2 separate regions of the Xenopus laevis genome follow, and region 2 is linked to region 1. A link is a contact called in public Hi-C data. All regions are on one chromosome and are shown on one strand. Each heading gives the region's core, a stretch centred on a gene start, on an enhancer-like site or on the middle of the called end of the contact. The rest is flanking DNA. Distances are from core to core; before and after follow the strand shown. Region 1 holds the start of LOC108716886 (melanocortin-2 receptor accessory protein 2). Region 2 has its middle 20 kb from the start of snap91.L.

Evidence for each region. Hi-C and Micro-C count contacts between places; a contact is called where the count stands out from the background.
Region 2: a Hi-C map of the XL177 cell line shows a contact between it and region 1, with 4 times the contacts expected there. The contact joins the enhancer-like site here to the promoter of LOC108716886 in region 1. A contact is called at or near these places in 2 of 4 Hi-C or Micro-C datasets (the XL177 cell line and the XTC cell line).

What each region holds. Positions count from the first base shown.
Region 1 is chr5L:91,189,206-91,195,832 of Xenopus_laevis_v10.1, reverse strand. LOC108716886 (melanocortin-2 receptor accessory protein 2) reads left to right here and starts at 3,433. Exons shown (of 4, transcript XM_018263423.2): 1 at 3,433-3,855.
Region 2 is chr5L:91,491,023-91,497,649 of Xenopus_laevis_v10.1, reverse strand. No RefSeq gene overlaps it. Among protein-coding and RNA genes, the nearest start is that of snap91.L, 20 kb to the left of the region's middle. Within about 2 kb of position 3,304, at least 2 of the 7 cell types and tissues checked have an H3K27ac peak or open chromatin away from gene starts, as enhancers often do.

The DNA.
Region 1 (6,627 bases), core at 2,184-4,683:
TAATTGAAGGAAAACATAATAACTCCATGATTTCTTATGTTGGGAGCAGTGGCGATCCTAGCCACTCTGCCAACCGAGGAGGATATTGCTGCTGATGGGCCCCCCCCCCTGTGCTCACCTTTTTGTTGCCGGAGGAGGGCCAGGGGGGCCACAATGCTAGCACAGAGAGTGTAATTGTGCTCTCTGCACTAGACGAGCCAACTTTCCATTTTGAAACAAGAAATTCAGCTCATAGGTGGTAAAGGTGGCCATAGATGCACAGATATTATCGTATGAAACAATATTTGATGGGTGCATGGCAGGAGACTTGGATATCGGTTGTTTCCTTGATTGGCCCAAGCAGAAAATTTTGATCGGGCGCCTTTTAAGGCACCAAACATCGCCCACTATTTAGTGCTGAATCATCAGATACAGGTAGAATTCTATTGTTTCTACCTGTATATCTGACGATTCAGCTCTACGCATGTGTATATTGAAATGAACGATCTTTCCTGGAAAGATTTTTTCCAAGAAGGATTGTAATTGCCACTTCTATGGCCACGTTTATTTACTAAAATCCGAATTTATCTCGTATTTTATTAAAAAAAACCATGACCAAACTACATGCCCGAATTGAGCGAAAACCCGAATCGCTCAAATTTTTTGTGCTTTTTTCCCTAAAACCCTTGATTTTTTTTCACGTTTTTGCCCAAAAAGTCAGATTTCCGAGCTAAACTCAGCACAGACCATGATAACTTCAAGTTGAGATAGGTGCCATTCCCACTGACTTTACACAGGACCTCGTCAGATTCTGTCTTTTTCCAGCATCAGGTTATAATAAATCTTGGAAAAAAAATTCACAAAAAATTATAGTTTTATCCCCAAAATGCCCGACCAGATACATTTGAAGTTTAGTAAAAAAAACTCCTTAAACTTACCAGGCGTGGGCATGTTTGCTACCCCCGGTAAACAGTGGGGCACTACAGCTTGAGGCGAGTTTCTTAACTCATCCAATTGGCACAGTGCTGCGGGTTGGTAGTGTAATGCAACCCATTCCCTGACTGTTCCATTGTGAAGTGCTGAATTCTGAGACTTGAAATCTTTCTACTTACCTTAATGGGTGGTGCTCAGATTCTCTGGAAAGTAGAGGGACTTCAAGTCCCAGACATGATCACTTTACAATGGAACAGTGAAAGACTGAGGAGGGGGGAACTGGCACCATTTCTTTTGTGTCTCATGTCTAATTGTGTCTCCTTCATAGAGCCCAGCTGTGCGATAATGCACAGAGTGATGTATGCGGCATTAGAGGTGGCAAAGGTGCATCCATAATCCTGTTTTCTGCTGGGAATGCATATTTTATCTGTGCATAAGATAAGTGCAGTTTACAAGGAAATGTTTTGCAATTAGTTACTTCTAAAAATAAAAGCTTTGGGTCTGTCCATAGTTGCAATTGTAGGAAAATGTATTTCATGCAACTGCTGTTTATGGTAGTTTACTACATTAGGTACCAGATGTTGTCTTGCTGCTGTCTGTATAGGAAAAGGTTAAAGCATAACGTGCCAAGATTTTTTAAAATAATATTATATACAGGTATGGGATCCATATACTCCATTTTTATTAAATAATCCACATTTTTTTAAAACTATTTATTTTTTTAGCTGTTATAATAAACCAGTACCTTGAACTTGATCCTTAATAGAATCAGAACCAGCCTATTGGGTATTTTAATGTTTAAGAAGAACCAAATTACAGAAAGATCTGTTTCCTGGAAAGCTCCAGGTCCCGACAATTCTGGAAAGGTCTGATACCTGTATTGATTTTAAGGATGCAAAATTACCAGCCGCCAACTGCTGCTAAAACCCCAGTAAAATAGCTCAAATATAATATTTAGAATTAGTTTTTACAGGCAAAATGTGTATTTCAACATGGCAAATAATATAAACGCATAAGTAAAAAAACAAACAAAAATAAATAAATAAATGCACCAAATCCACTATTTTGGATTTAGCCTAACCCCTCAAATCCTTTGTGAAAGATTCGACCGAATACCAAACCGAATTGGAACCCTAATTTGCATACTGAAATCAGTGAGGGGTGGGAAAAAGAGAGAAATATTTTTTACTTACTTGTTTTGTGAAGAAAAGTCACATGATTTTTAGGATTCAGATTTGGTTTGGTGAAATTCAAATTCTGTTTAAAAAGGCAGAATCCTGGCCAAACATCAAACCGAATCCTGGATTCGTTGGATCTAAATAAAGTTCTTTATCTATCTGCAAAAGTCCCTAGAGTGCAACAGCTTTTTTGCAATAAATATGTATATATATAATATACATAATGCATAAACTAAAAATGACCATCGATATGTCCCTAAAGAGCATGAAACATTCCCAGGAGATAATGTAAATGAAGGGTGGAAAGTGTCAGGAAGTAAAAAGGTTACTTTTCTCTGATCTTGAGCTTGATCATGGATTCATACTGTGTTGCACTCCTAAGGGAATCAGCATGTTGTTATCCACCCTGCATAAAAACTGTGTATGTTGAACCAAGGAAAGCAAATGCAGCAGGCATGTTTGTGGAAACTGTCTGTGCAAATGATTCCATGGGTATTTAAGGAGAAAGAATACCATTTTCTACTTGGGGTTAGGCATCCCCAAGTGACTACTTTTACTTACCTGACACCCCAGGCATATGCAAATTAGGGGTGGGGAGGGAAATTGCATGACATTTTGTCACAAAACAAGGAAGGAAAAACATTTTTCCCCTTCCAACCCCTATTTGCATATGCAAATTAGGATTCGGTTCGGTATTTGGCCGAATCTTTCGCGAAGGATTCAGACGATTCCAAAATAGTGGATTTGGTGCATCCCTACCTGTAGCGTCATCTCATATTACAGGCCAACTTCATTTTCTGCTGGATAATTTTCGACAACCCTTAAACTTAGCTTCTCAACAGCTGCTCAGAGCCCACTGAGCATATGAGATGGTGACCCCCTCTGACAAGCTTGAAGTCCTGGATCATTGCTGCTATTGACAAGCTGAAACTTTAGGCTGGTGCAATAAGTGCAGTATATAAAACATAGCATTTTTAGCCCTGTTCATTTTTAGGGTTTACTTCTCCTTTAAAGGCTACTCAGGTAGCTTACAGTACTGTAGACACATGGGACTGAGTTGTGTACTGCATGGGCCATGGCTATATGCAAAGTGCTGCAGTAGTACTAATATGTTATGGCACTGATGTGCAGGAGAACCTGGCACTTAAAAATTTAATTTGGGGACCCATATCTGCCACACAAGAGCCTAGGCCAAGAGTCTAACCTCAAACAAACTCCATGCAAAAAAAAAAAAAGTAAAAAAAAGAAAGAAAAAAGAAAAGTTATTTGCAACAAAAAGATCTGAAACAAGATCTGTACTCATATTCCCATGTTTTATTCAATATGCTCCAGGTGCTCATATATCCTGTGGTTCAAATGAAGGGAAGAAGCACTAAGAAGGGACAAAACACAATACGGTAGAACTAAAGACGCACTTGCAATCAGATTAGGAGAGCAGGCGACTAGCAAGAAATGAATCATCGTGTGTAATCCTCGCAGCCTGAAATCACTGTGAATTCAAATGCTCATGCTGCCCTCATTGTCCTGTGCTGTGGAGTGGAATTATAACGTCTTCCAGTTACACCTGCCAATGGCAATGCAACATTAAAGGTAAACAGTGACCCCTGTGCTTTGCTAGCGGAACTGCAGCTGAGTTGACTGCAACACTTTATCGTGCGCATGTGTGCTGCAACCCTATCTGAGCGGGCTGCTTTCTGAATGGAATGGCATTTAGATGTCACCGGGGAAGAGATGCAACAGCCTGAGAATATCTGCTTGTTTTTCAGTAAGTACTTCATACATGTATGATATTAGTGTACAGTTGTATTTGTTTCTTATTACTCTCTGTGATTTTTGAATACATATGCATATATCTTGTAAAAGTGCAGTCATTTATCCAACTATTGTTTCTTTATAAATGTAAGAGTTAGGTACTAAAATAATTTAAAAACCTGCTTCTTTGTTTTTTTTTAAGTAACAGCATTTGCAATTCTTTCAGATGATACTGTTTGTTACCTGCAATTACGTGTCTCTTTATTCTAAGCTAGCATCTGTTCTTTAATGTACAGTATGTACAGTAACACTCTCCCCTTACACTGTATTTACTGTATATGCTGCCTTTTTCAGATCTCACTTATGCAGTCATATAATGATCTTGGCTCTTTACTACTACCAGTTCACTGTCCAGGTCCCTTTTATTTCAGAATTCAGTGGAGACTGCCTTTTTTATTGTTTAACAGGAAGAGCTGTAAGGCAATTCTAGCTGTAAATAATACACATTTTCCCTTTAATTACTTAATAAAATATGTGTGTGTGCTCGTGGTTGCCTTCATAGGGTAGTGCAAAGGGTTTTACAGATGTACATGTAAATAATATAACCTAGTTGTTCTTCTGGTTTACTGGACATTTAATATAAAATACATTTAGAAAAGTTCTGGGCAGGGAGCAGTAGGTTCCAATGAAGTCAGTGCTGCAGTTTCCATTGTCATTGCATCATATCTGTAGGACAGACACCTTTAAAGCCTGATACATTAATGGGTTTCATTATCCGGACACCTGTTATCCAGGCACTCTGAATTACGAGTAGGCTATCACCCATAGGCTTCATTTAAAAAAAATAATTAATATTGTTTAAATGATTTCCCTTTTCTCTCTAATAATAGAACAGTACAGGAATGGGATCCCTTATCTGGTAACCCATTAACCCGAAAGCTCTGAATTATGGAATTACTCCAATAGACCCCATTTTATACAAATTATCCAAATTTTTAAAAATGATTCGCTTTTTGTAATAATAAAATAGTACCTTGTACTTGATCCCAAATAATATATAATTAATGCTTATTGGAAGCAAAACCACCAACCTATTGGGTTAATTTAACGTTTAAGTGATTTTCTGGTAGACTTATGATATGAAGATCCAAATTGCGGAGAGATTCATTATTTGGAAAACCCCAGTTCCTGAGCATTCTGGATAACAGGTCCCATACCTGAATAAATTCCCGTAAAAAATACAAGGGACAGTACATGCTCTGATTTCTGTGTTTATGAGCAGGTGGGGGGGATTGATGAGTAGTGCAGTAGTAGGAGCCTTAGCACTGTGCATCATTCTCTATACCCTCTAATCTAATCTAATTGGGGCATTTATCTGATAAAGGATTCATTCACAAATCATATGCGTCAGACTGGAACATTTTCCACTTGATCTCAAACCATTGCTATTATGACTATATAAAATGGTCCAGGTGTTTTAAGATTAACACTTTAAGGGCTCTTACTCACTGGCGTTCTGACCTGCGCTCCCCTGCGTTCCGTTTTTTGGTGTTCAGCCGCAGGGGAGCGCAGGAATAGACGCATGTCATTATTTCAAATGGGGCTGTACTCACTCAGGCGCGTGTAGGCGCCGAACGCAGGTTGAGACGCAACATGCTGCATTTTTCCTGCGTTCGGTGCCTACACGCGCCTGAGTGAGTACAGCCCCATTTGAAATAATGACATGCGTCTATTCCTGCGCTCCCCTGCGGCTGAACGCCAAAAAACGGAACGCAGGGGAGCACAGGTCAGAACGCCAGTGAGTAAGAGCACTTAAAGACAAATCACATTGTTTCTCCTTAAGGGCTCTTACTCATGAGCGTTTTTACCTGCGCTCCCCTGCGTTCCGTTTTTCGGCGTTCAGCCGCAGGGGAGCGCAGGAATAGACACATTTTATTTTTTCAAATGGGGCTGTACTCACACAGGCGCATGTAGGTGCTGAACGCAGGAAAAATGCAGCATGTTGCGTCTCAACCTGCGTTCGGCGCCTACATGCGCTTGTGTGAGTACAGCCCCATTTGAAAAAATCGAATGCGTCTATTCCTGCGCTCCCCTGCGGCTGAACGCCGAAAAATGGAACGCAGGGGAGCGCAGGTAAAAACGCTCATGAGTAAGAGCCCTAAAGCCACTGGCAAAGTATGAAAGGGCTCTGCCAAATTTGTGTTTCACCTGGAGCCAAGCACATTATGCTACATTTAGTTCTCATCAACCAAAGATTGGCTTTTTGGTGGCTGTCTGGCACGGAGAGTATCCACTTTGCTGAGTGAGTGGATTGATGGGGTTCAACTGCTTGCTAAACAAGCTACATGTGAATTTTGGATTCGCTGAGATCCTGTCTGTGGGCTGCTCGTTTTTGTAATATGCAATAAATGAACATATAAAAATAATTATATTTACTGAACTGCAACTTCCGCCATGCTAGTTTGTCAACAGCAGCAGCCAAAGATTAATGTACTGAGCATAATTTCCAATAGTCCACCTAGAAAAAGGGACTGGATTTAGCTGGAAGTGAGAAGATTTATTTGCATATTGGTATGTCTGGGGTTAATTAGACATGCCCTTGCTTAGGGCTCTTACAGACGAGTGTTTGAAGCTGCGCTCCCCTGCGTTCCGTTTTTATGCGTTCAGCCGCAGGGGAGCGAAGGAGTAGACACATTCAGTTTTTTTCAATGGGGCTGTACTCACACAGGCACATGTAGCCGCCGAACGCAGGTTGAGACGCAACATGCTGCATTTTTCCTGCATT
Region 2 (6,627 bases), core at 2,055-4,554, 300 kb before region 1:
CGTACGTCTTGCCTCTTCAGTGCCGAATGCGGAAGTGCCGAAAAGCCGAAGCCGATGCGACGAAAAGACCCGAAGTCACGGAAAAAGCCGAAGTCCCGAAGTCACGAAGCGCCGAAAAGACCCGAAGTCACGAAAACAGCCGAAGCCGAAGTCCTGAAGCAGCGCAAAGACCCGAAGTCACGAAAACAGCCGAAGCCGAAGTCCTGAAGCGGTGAAAAGACCCGAAGTCACGAAAGGAGGCGAAGTTGAAGTACTGAAGCCATGAGTTCAATTCTACTGAACACCAGTTTGTGTTTTTTTTTTTTTTAATCCCCTGGCCACCAATGTATTATTTTAATATTCTATAGGCCCCTGCCACCAATCTTTTTTTTAAAACTTTTGTTTTTGGGGCCCCAATTTTTTTTTTAACTCGTAAGGGGCCCCTTGCCACCATTGTTTTTTTTTGGGTTTTTTTTTTAAAAAAAAAATTAATTTTCTTTTTGGTGGCCCCAAATTTTTTTAACTTGTAAGGGGGCCCCTGCCACCAGTTTTTTTTTTTTTTTCAAAAAAAAATTATTTTTTTTTTTAAATTTTTTTGGGGCCCCAATTTGTTTTTAACTTATAAGGGGGCCCCTGCCACCAATGTTTGTTTATTTTTTAGTTTTTTTTACATTTTTTTTGTTGGGGCCCCAAGTTTTTTTTAACAGGGGGCCCCTGCCACCAATGTTTTTAAAAAAAAAAAAAATTTAATTTTTTTTTTTTTGGGGCCCCAATTTTTTTGATAAGGGGGCCCTGACCATCAATAGCTTTTTACAACTTGTGTGGGGGGGGGGTTACTTTTTTAGCGCTGATGTCTGTGTGGTCTTTTAAACTGCGATGTGGGCGGGATATGGGGCGGAGCTTGGTCGTCAGTGTGGGCGGGGCCCAGGGGGCCCCAAAAATTTTGTTGTACGGGGCCCCGTGATTTCTAATGGCGGCCCTGATCATGGGTAATCATTCTGTCCTCCCTATATTTAGGAACTATTTTAGGTAGTTTTATATTGGCCAGGGGTGTTGGGAGGGAGTTGGCAGTGCCAGAGACAAGAGGCATCAGCAGAAGATATGAAATACAGGAATAGATAATATAAGGCCATGTTCTGTTGCACATTAAAGGAGGGAGAGACAGGCTGAGGATAGCTTGTAAAGAAACCAAAGGCTCAAAGCATCGCGTGGCAGCGTAGAGACTCATCAGACAGGATCACGGATATAGAGATAGCAATAGACATTGTTCTCTAGAGACTGAACACCTGTTAGTGAGTTAAACTGCTGGCTATAAACATCCTGAAATAACATCTAAGAGCCTGTTGATGAACAAATAGTCAACTGTGTTGAGTAGGACAAGGAAAGTTCTATAATGAGGGGGTCCCAATTTGCTATGCAACACCCAGTGAATATAATTGCTATTTTGAATATTGGCCTTTCTCTTGCTTTGTATACACTGCCCTTTCCATCAGCACACTAGTACTGGGGGTCATTTATCAACACTGAGCAAATTTGCAACTAGACAGTTACCCATAGCCAGCAAAAAATTACTGGAGTTTTGTATTGCTACCTCTCCTTCTCCTTTAAGTGTATGAATAGATGCTAGACATTTCTGCACAGCAGCACAGTAGTAGCAATGTCGTTTGTGTGGATAAAACTAGTACATTTTCATGAACTACTCATTACTAGAGAGAATTCTAAGAAGAGGGGAACATGATATGCATAGTAACTTAACTGCAAGTGATAAAATATTGGGCATTAGTGATGTGCAGGCCAGCCCAGGACCCTCAGGTTTACTCGTGGGTTGGGTGGGTTCGGGCCAACTCCTGCACCAAATCTTCTGGTCGTGGGTCGAGCTCTTCTCCTGTTCTCCCCGCCCACGACCTAGCACTTCTGGCGCCTAAATATATAGACTTGAGGCCGCCCCTGCCCCTTTTGTGACGGGAGGGTCGGGTGCGGGTCTATAAATAGCGGGACAATAGGCCAGGCCGGGTGCAGATTGGGAGGGGGTGGGTTAGGGCCGGGCATGGTTCAAGAATGTCTCGACCCGCACATCACTTTTGGGCATAATGCTAAAAGTGCACCAATAGAGGGCATCAGTATTTCACTTTGTATACAATCTGTGCTCTATTTATGTGATCAGTTAGAATCTAATTGAATTCCAGCTATCCTTTCCCTATAGCAATATACATATGAAATATAGGTGTTCTAAACTATAGCTGTCTAGAAATATTTTTTCCAAAGCTCCTTTTAAAGATCTCTGGTGATTGCTACTTCTGAAGTGGCTACATTTTCAATTGCAAATAAATGGCTTACCGGCTAATCCTCCTGTGTAAAGAAGTATTGCTCCCTGTTATCAACTCTTTTTTGTTTTCACTGTTGAAAAGGAGATGTAAATTTAATTGGATTGCTCAGAAGAAGACTTTGTGCATATTTACTGTACTGTACTTATATTTTGAACGTTTTTCTACCACTTTAATAGGAACTGGTTTATGAATTTGGAAAACCATTGTTATATACCCTTTCTTAGTAAGTAAAAGAAGGGTACATATATTACTCAGAGATATTTTATTCAAACGTGAAAGCTTGTTAAAGCTAAACAAATATATATATATATATATATATAAATATATATATATAAATGTATATATATATATATATATATATATATATATATATATATATATATATATATATACTCAAGAAAGATGCTGCTGCACACCAGGGTTTATTGTGAAAAAGTTAGTCCTTTATTTGATCGACGTTTCGGTCCTCACCTTGGACCTTTATCAAGATCTTGATAAAGGTCATCTTGATAAAGGTCCAAGGTGAGGACCGAAACGTCGATCAAATAAAGGACTAACTTTTTCACAATAAACCCTGGTGTGCAGCAGCATCTTTCTTGAGTGAATATTGCATCTCTGTATTGCACCCAGGTATGTAAACTCCTTATGTGTGTGCCCTAGCCTTCCCGTTGCATATATATATATATATATATATAACTTTTATTCATTTTCTTTATAGCAAATTGGAAAACGTTTCCTCTAAGGACAGCTCCCTCTAAATATGGGCAGTGCAACCTAAATCAATATGACTAAAAACTGTAAGGCCCAGGGCCGGGCCAAGGGGTAGGCAGAATAGGCACTTGCCTAGGGCACAAAACTGAGTGGCTGTCAGGCTCTGCGCATGCCCGCACGGCGATTCACGCTTCCGTGCATTCACACACGCTGATGTGCGCGAGCATCAAGTACCAGTTCATGCATTCGCACGCTCAGCCTGTGCCAGGCTGGCCAGGTTGCCTAGGGCACCTGTCCGGTCTGGCCCAGCTCTGGTAAGGCCTGTGGCACAAAATGCATTGATGGCTATCTCAAGTCTCTTACATGCTTTACTTGCCTATACATGGGCAGATTAGGGACAGATTAAGTCTGCAGTTTATTGCCCAGTATATGGGGCACAAGATTTAAAGCACTGCGTATCTTGACAGCGCTATATAAATAAATGATGATGATGATGAAGATCGGATCAGCCTGATATCGCCCACCTCAAGGTGGGCATATCGGGGGGAGAGATCCGGTAGTTTGGCGACCTCACCAAATGAGTGGATCTCCATATGTATGGCCAGCTTTACACCAAAACTCCAGCAGCAGGAGAGTACACTGCAGTTTTACACAGAATGAAGTGTGAAAAGGAAAATCTAAGATTTGGTTATTGTAAGAATGGCCTTGATAATGTAATGCATAGAGAAGAGATTTTCTTACAAATGGTGCATGGCATCAAGGTCAGACATATAATTATGTATATGATTAACCTGCATATAGCAAGGATAGCTTGCTGAATGCATATCACTTTACGAGGTTAGGTGGATGCCTCAACTGATGACTTGAGTATTTATATACAGTGAATATACATGCAGTGAATGACCCAGTGGATGAACTGGAATAAATGGCCAGCCTCACCCCATTCCTTTTTAGGGATTTTTTAAACCTGTCTTTCTGGTCTAGATGAGAGACAGTAGAGAAATTCTGCAGAGCCATACCAATACCCTATGATAAAACTTTTTCCCCGAAGTGTTGTGTTTCCTGGGGTGCAAACTCAGTCTGCAGACCCTCGGCAGTGACAATGGAACAGTGTAAGCCATGTTGCTTTTCTTTGTGAAAGTATGTGGCAACCAGATTCCCTGCCAACATTTGTACCCCCCAAAATGGAATTCATATAAACCTAAGGAGGAACCCAGAGAAAGCTTTATAAAGCATTAAAAAAAACAATATAAATAGACACAAGAGAACACTTGTAACGCATGGTGTTCTGACTGCTATAAATACTGATAAGGAAAAAACTAAAATGGGTACAGGTATGGAATCTGTTATCTGGAAAACCTTTTATCCAGGTAGCTACAAATTATGGCAAGGCCATATCCCATAGACTCCATTTTAATCAAATAATTACATTTTAATGATTTCCCTTTTCTCTATAATAAAATTCTGCCATGAACTTGATCCTAAATAAACTATAAAGAATCCTTATACATTTCCCCAGCAAATGTGGGCTGTGACCCTCTCTCAGACTAGTTTAAAATTTGCTGAAAAGTTGTGAATGTGATCTGGGCTGTGAATTTAAGAATTACAGGAAGACTTCACTTGCTAATTCTACATAACTGGGAATTTTTGGAAATCATCATAGTCTGGTTGCTTACAGATGAATTCACAAGGTGGCAGCACTGCTCTGCAATATATTTTGCAAAAATATCTAACCAGTAACCACCCAAAATGGTTTGTTTTTTAAAAAAGAAAATGTATGGAGGGCATCAGTATTTCACTTTGTATACAATATGTGCTCTATTTATGGGATCAGATAGAATCTAATTGAATGCCAGCTTTCCTTTCCCTTAAGCAATATACATATGGAATATAAGTGTATATACCTGCCTAGAAATCTTTTTTCCATAGCTCCTTTTAAAGATCTCTGGTGATTTCTACTTCTGAAGTGGCTACATTTTCATTTGCAAATAAATGGTTTACCAGCTAATCTGCCTGTGTAAAGAAATTTTGCCACCTGTCATTCTTTTTTGTTCACGCCACTTCATCAGGAGCTCCTGATGAAGTGGCGTGAAGCCACGAAAGGCGTTGAGCACATGGCCCCTATCATGTTTGGGCACACTACATTTGGATTTTAAATATGCCTAATAAATATCTACTTTTTTAATGAACTACTTCAGGCCTCCACTGGTGCTCCGTATTCTACAATCGCTGGCTCTAGGGCCAGCCATCATATCAGCCTAATTTGGCCCTCTGTGTAGGTGGACAAACCATTCCCATATATGCTTGTTCGGCCAACCTTGCTAAATGAGCTGAGCTGCCAGTGAATGGCCATCATTACAGCTTCTGGTAGTGGGGGAGGGTAAACAGCCTGATGTTAGCATATGGGGCAAATTTACTAAAGGGCGAGGTGGCGAATGCTAGCGAAAATTCGCCAGTTTGACATCATTTTGGAACTTCGCCGATTTACTAATGGCCCCCGGCTTAAATTCGCTAGTGAAGTAGACAGACTCTAGCGGTACTTTGCACCCTTACGCCAGGCAAAGTTGCGCTCTGGCGAAGGGACGTAACTACGCTAATTCACTAAGTGGTGGATTTTACTGAATGTTACCTCTTGCGCCAGACTTGACTTTGTCAGTTCAGACCAGGCGAAGTGCAATAGAGTAGATAGGAGTTTGTCAAAAAAAAAAGTTGAACATTTTTCAAGTCCCAAAAAACGCTGGTGTTTTTTACTTTTTACTGGGTGATTGGCTGAAAAAGATCAAAAAATTTTTTTTAGGGTACCCTCCTTCCCCCTTACATTTGGCACCTAAACTATACAGTGGGCACATGTGTAGGGCAAACCTCTACATAATTTTATTAGGTTTCCCTGGCCTTGAGTAGAGTAATGTAGTTGCTGCAGCATACACGTCCATTGTACTTTAACTGCACGCCATATGCTAATTAGGCATCGCTAGCGTAACTTCGGACTGCTTATCGTATTATCGCTAGCGCAACTTCACAACCATTCGGTAACCTGTGCGCAACTTCGGATCTTTGTGAATTTGCACAGCCCTGGCGAAACTACGCCTGGCGAAGTGTGGAGAAGTGTGGCGAAGTGTGGCGAAGCCGGCGCTAGCGCATTTTCGACCAATAGTGAATTTTCCCCATAGACTTTCTGCTCTATATATGGTGTATACCAAAATATAACTATTGCACAACTTAAATAAAAAAATAGTTGTGGGTTCTATATAGATTTTAATATAATTGAAATAATAAATAATAAAAGGGTTCTATATAGATTTTAATATGGTTGAAACAATAAATAAAGACTTTTTTTAGTTATATTCTGGTACTGTTTTTTTAGTACCCATTTTGGTCATTTGGGGGATTTAATGCACAATATCTACTCAATATGTAAATTGTGGGACTCTCTGTGGTCATTATTTGGGGTCTGGGCCAGCAGGGCCCACGAGGGCTGGGGCCCATCAGGTTTTTTCCCAGCGCCCCGCCGGCCCAGTCCGACGCTGTATGTTTATGGGTTAATATGCCCAGTCACAATCTCCCCACATGTTGAATAATGTAGGCACAAGATACAACAATATGTATAACA